Regions from separate parts of the Triticum aestivum genome. Here region 2 is linked to region 1. The links are chromatin contacts, called in public Hi-C maps. All regions are on one chromosome and are shown on one strand. The core of a region is the stretch at or near the end of the contact, and the rest is flanking DNA. Distances in the headings are between cores, read along the strand shown. Region 1 holds the start of LOC123079370 (insulin-degrading enzyme-like 1, peroxisomal). Region 2 holds the start of LOC123079372 (L-type lectin-domain containing receptor kinase IX.1).

Region 1 (2,700 bases), core at 175-2,674:
ACAGGATAAACAGTGGAATTTCTCTTTTGCATTGGTCTGGAACACTGTAGTGTGGCTTGTGCTTGTGAACTTCTTCATTAAGATCGTCACATCAACAGCTCAGGATTATCGCAAAAGGCAGCAGGACATAGAGATGGAGCTCATTACTGATTCCTCACCCCAGAATCATTCTAAAACTAACTAACAGCAAACATGGTTGTATTTATTCAGCTGCACATTGCGAATATTCTCCTTAGTAGCCTTTGCGCCTGGCTAAGCCCTTGCGGATGATCCCAATGCTGGTAGAAGTTGTGTTCTTCTGTACAGTGAACAGAAACATGGGCCTCTCCAACCCGCCACAAGTGATGGCTGCGACTTTTTGTCATTGCGCCTCTACTGGCAGTTCCTGGAGGAGAATCAGTCCTGTTATTTTTCAGGCGCCAACTTGGATGAACTTTAGGGATTGTTTGTTTGTTTAGCACGATTTCATTACTAAGATGTAATTTACCAGTACCTTTTTTTACCTTCTTATGTTGGAAATACGGTAGCTGATAGGGCACCCGAGAGTACTGAAAGGTGATATGTTTTATTGTTACATTCACAATGCAAATGCATATTCTCAATTGGAGCCAGCTAGATTTAACGGTGCACTTCAACTACAAGTTCACTCGGGCAAATAATAAAGCTGCTGATACCAAGATTGCCTTTGTTTTCTTTTTTTGGTGGGGATCTGCATCACGTGGTCGATTCGAAAACTGTGTCAGAAATTGTTACCTTGTGACTAGCTCAGACTGGGAAACTTGTGATTCTCAGCATTCACGTTATCTTTTGCATGCTCTTTGGCTTGTAGCTTGTGGTTATTAAGCAAAGCGGACGCATCTGAAGGTCAGTCAGGGAGGTGAAAGGCGAGGTGCGATTACACATCATCAGCAGATAAAATTGTTACTGTACTGCAGCCTCTTTACACCCGCCCAAGTGTTGTCAATGCAACAGAGGTGGTCGTGGGCAGTTGTCCGAGTTCTCTTGGGCGTGCTCGCTAGTGTCATCCAGCGAGCGCCGTGCACCACGTAAGTTGGAGCACACGCGGGGCAAATTTCGTCAAGATACTCGAGCACGAGACTCCAAGGCGTGTCCTCGTGTACATTGCCTTTTTTTCACAAAGGCGATCTCTACTGCGACGAGACGAGAGATCACCGATTTTCTAAGTTGGAGGAGACAAAAGCCAGACTACTCGCACGGCACGATGAATTGCCATGCCTACCTATATGCCTACACGACCCGGCTAGCGACCGCCGAGCGCGCCGAGGAGTACTCAGAACCGGGGAGGGGCCCCCTCGCCGTCGCGGGCACGTCATTCGCCGGTGGAAAAAATGCGTTCGTCATCTAGCACCATCGCAACCGCGCAACAGACGTCTCCCATCCGGCCATCCCATCACCAAAGTGAAGTTCACCTCGGTTCAGAGTTCAGACTCCTCCCGGCTCCCGCAGCCGCAAGCGAAGCCGAAGGCCGAGGCCACCCACCCCCCCTGCCCTGCCCTGCATATATTAACGGGACGGCGGCAACGACAAAGCATAGAATACTAGCGCCCCCACTAGCCTAAGCCCCGAGCCTCCAATCCGCCACCGGAGACCGGAGCAAGCGCGGCTAGCGAGCGAGGAGGCGAGCCCGGCGCGCATGGCGGCGGCGGGCAATGTGGAGTTCATCCGCGCGCGCAGCGACAAGCGGGAGTACCGCCGCCTGCTGCTCCCCAACGCGCTCGAGTGCCTCCTCATCAGCGACGCCGACACCGACAAGGTCCGCCCCGGCCCGCTCTCTCTCGCTCGCTGAATGCTCGCCGGTTGGTCGACGTTTTACCGCGCGTGATTCATCCGGCGTTGTTGTTGTTGTTGTTGTTGTTGTCTGTTTGTGCGCAGGCGGCGGCGTGTATGGAGGTTGGCGTGGGCTCGTTCAGCGACCCGGAGGGGCTCGAGGGCCTCGCGCACTTCCTCGGTGAGTCCATTCACTCCCCTTCCCTCTCCGCGCACTCTCCTCGCCGCCGTCGTCGTCGGCCATCTCGCTCGCCGATTCCGGTTCGTTGCGTGGGCGCGCGTGATCTAACAAACCCACCGGATTCCTGGGGCGAGTACTAGTACTTTCTGGCCAGGCAGTGGTTGGTTGGATGGGGATTGTTGGCTGGACCCAGCGCAGCGCTCCTGCTCTCCGACTGCGCAACGGCGTCGGCGTCAGATGAATCTCCTCCCCCTTTTGGGATCCGTCTGGGGTCTCCTCCAGATTTTGTCTCCATGGAATCGAGTGACGGAGGAATGCTTTCTTCCTTGGCCACTTTTCCCCCATTGGGCACTGCCTTGCCGCTTTAGGCGTTCCCGACCGCCAATGATGGCGTCGCAGATTTGCGGCCAGGTCAATGGATGTTTTTTCCTTTTCCAATCGAAAAGTTGATTGAATGAATCGGTCCATTGATTTGGTCCAGTCAGTGTCGCCCGGCGTGTTTTCACCGTCGGATCACGCCATTGACTGACGGTTCGGGCTAAAGTTCAGAGCATCCATGATTGATCTCAGTGGCACGGGCATCGGGCCGTACATGTTCTGCCTTCGCTACGAGTGTACGACTGCTGGCTAGCTGAATGTCTTTCTTAAATGCTTCTCAGGTTTCCAGCCAAATTATTTGGTGATGTCAGTACTATGTGGTGGGCATAATTATGTGTTTGTTGAACGATCCA
Region 2 (2,879 bases), core at 270-2,769, 230 kb after region 1:
CTCACGTCCGTATGTCGGCATTAAACAGGCGTGACGAACGAGAAACCTACTCCGGTGCCCGCATTGACACAGTCCACCGCTTGTTCTGGTCGGCACCTGCTATTTTAGCGGTGCCTCCTTGGCCAGCACGACTAGCACCGGACCACCTCCGTCGTGAGCATTTGAGAGATGTGGGAGAGGCTCGCAACGGAATGGAAGCAGGAGTTGGTCGGCATTGCGGCCGCCTGGTAGGCCTGTCGTGCTAACCGGATAGAGGTTCTCTTGTCGGCGAGCTCGCCGGAGGGCAGCGACGGGGCAAAGACGACAGACTAGGTGTACGACGATGAGCTGGTGCCACTGCCCTCGTTGGTCCATGCCAGCATCGCCTTGGAGGAGGCAAGGGCGCACTTCAACATCGCAATGGCGGAAGAGCTGCATGCGTCGCCGGTGTTGGTGTTCTCGCAGGAGGACCAAAGTACAACCTGCGGCTCCTCGACGAGCACCGGCTCATGAAGGGGCAAATCATCGATGAGCAGGCGAACGACCATGTCGTCACGGCAATGGTTACAGAGGATCAAGACTTTCTGGATGAGCAGCGGGTGATGTATCAGTCTCTGCGCACCGCCCGCGAGATCCGCCACGAGCTATAGCGATCGCGCATCCTGCGGAAGGAGAGGGACGTCTGTCCGCAAAGACCGCACAGAGGTGGCCGAAGTGGAGGTGCAGGCGATCGCAGGCAGCACCGGTCGCGCCGCCATCGCGGTTCGTGCCACACCGCCGTGACCACGAGGCCGGCGTCCACGTCTGGCATGGTCGACAGGGCGCACTCCGGCGAGGAAGAGCAGCACACGGGACGCCCGCCACGGCTATTCTTCCCCTCCCGTTGATGCACCGTCGGCGAGCTTGCCACACATAGAGAAGACGAGATGTGTGACACGGACTCCGCCACGATTGGCGATTATTTAGATTAGGTTAAAAGACTATCCCCTGCTTTTGTTTATTTGACATGTATGAAAAACGTAATGAGTTTGATCTGTTTAAATGAAATCATCTAATTAAACCCATTAAGCTATGCCACGTGGCGCAAGCTGGTTGGCCGCGGTGAAAAAGCTTTTAGAATATTATTTTTAGATGAAGGTGAGGAATTTTTTAAAATGTTTTTTTTACATGGAGGTGATGATCCCATATATTTTTTTAAATAGACGGCTACGCAAAGTGGTGCTTGCTGGTAGGCCGTGTTTGTGATTTTTTTTTCTTTTTTACCTCTTTTTCTAGATGGAGATGAGGATTTTTTAAAATATTTTTTTAGATGAAGGTGATGACTACATGTATTTTTTAAATGAAAACGTGTACACAACTTCCTCTCAAGCGGCGCCACCAGGTGGCGCCCCAAATGCATGAAATTTGGTCATTTTATTCAAATTCCTTTGAAATGTATGGACACGGTTGGATAAGCCGGTTTTCGCATCAGCGTCCGTGAACTGGTCTGGACCAATATGCAGATAAATACATGGCCGCGTTGGAGAGACGGTGACTCTTATCTTCCATTTCGCCAATGAACCATACGTATAATACAAGCCACTAATCCCAGCTCGTATTTTTTACTGGTCTCAAGTAGGATTTTATGTAATCCAGCTCATGCCTTGTTCATTCTAGTCAACCTCGGCCCCACCCTGTCCTCCACCAAGGGCCAAGGCTCACCCAACCCACTCCATGGGGATCTCCGTCGCCGTCCCCTCCCTCCTCCTCCTCCTCTCCGTCGCCCTCCTCCTGCCGCCGGCCGCCGCGCGATTCTCCTTCACCTACAACTTCACCGCCACCTCGGACTCGGCCCCATCGGGCATCTCCTTCCAGGGCGACGCCTTCTTCAACAAGTTCATCCGCCTCACCCGCGACGAGCGCGTCGGGCCCCTCACCAGCAGCGCCGGCCGGGCCTTCTTCTCCCGCCCCATCCCACTCTTCGACCCCGTCTCCCGCCGCCCCGCCTCCTTCGCCTCCGCCTTCTCCTTCTCCATCTCCGCCCCCGAACCCTCGGCCGCCTCCGGCGACGGCCTCGCCTTCTTCCTCTCCCCGTTCCCCTCCGTCATCCCCAACAGATCCGCTGGCGGCCTTCTCGGGCTCTTCAACTCCTCCGCCCGCAACGGGGGCCGCTCCCTCGTCGCCGTCGAATTTGACACCTACAGGAACGATTGGGACCCCAGCGACGACCACGTCGGCATCGACCTCGGGGGCATCGCCTCCGTGGCCACCGCCGACTGGCCAACCAGCATGAAGGACGGCCGCACGGCGCACGCGCGCGTCGCGTACGACGCGGAGGCCAAGAACCTCACCGTGGCCCTCTCCTACGGCGACTTTGTCCCCACGGACGTCCTTCTGTGGTACGCCGTCGATTTGAGGGAGCACCTGCCCGACGCCGTGGCCGTTGGCTTCTCCGCCGCCACCGGCGAGGCCGCCGAGCTGCACAAGGTCCTGTACTGGGATTTCACCTCCAGCGTCGACAGCAAGGAGCAGACGGTGGTGCTGTGGGTGGTACTGGGATTGTGCGGATTCCTTGTTGTGCTGGTCGGTGCAGGGATTGTTTGGTTCGTGAAGGAATGGAGGAAGACAGGAGAGTGTGTCCCCTACGTCGATATCGACGACGCAATGGGGTACGACGAGCTAACTGACGAGTTCATCGTGCAGAGCGGGCCAAGACGGTTCCGTTATGCTGAATTGGTGGCGGCAACCAATAATTTCTCCGAGCAGAGGAAGCTCGGGCAGGGCGGGTTCGGTGCTGTTTACCGGGGATTCTTGAAGGAGCTTGGTCAGGAGGTGGCCATCAAGAGGGTCTCCAAGGGGTCGACCCAGGGCCGCAAGGAGTATGCAGCCGAGGTACGCATCATCAGCCAGCTGCGCCACCG

Evidence for each region. A called contact is a pair of places that touch in the nucleus more often than the background predicts.
Region 2: a Hi-C map of leaf shows a contact between it and region 1, with 4 times the contacts expected there. The contact joins the promoter of LOC123079372 here to the promoter of LOC123079370 in region 1. A contact is called at or near these places in 2 of 5 Hi-C or Micro-C datasets (both in leaf).

What each region holds. Positions count from the first base shown.
Region 1 is chr3D:428,159,925-428,162,624 of IWGSC CS RefSeq v2.1, forward strand. LOC123079370 (insulin-degrading enzyme-like 1, peroxisomal) reads left to right here and starts at 1,425. Exons shown (of 26, transcript XM_044502136.1): 1 at 1,425-1,774; 2 at 1,894-1,969. The coding sequence starts at 1,655. It overlaps LOC123079371 (vacuole membrane protein KMS1), which reads left to right. Exons shown (of 8, transcript XM_044502139.1): 8 at 5-615. The coding sequence ends at 184.
Region 2 is chr3D:428,386,166-428,389,044 of IWGSC CS RefSeq v2.1, forward strand. It overlaps LOC123079372 (L-type lectin-domain containing receptor kinase IX.1), which reads left to right and starts at 1,520. Exons shown (of 1, transcript XM_044502140.1): 1 at 1,520-2,879. The coding sequence starts at 1,693.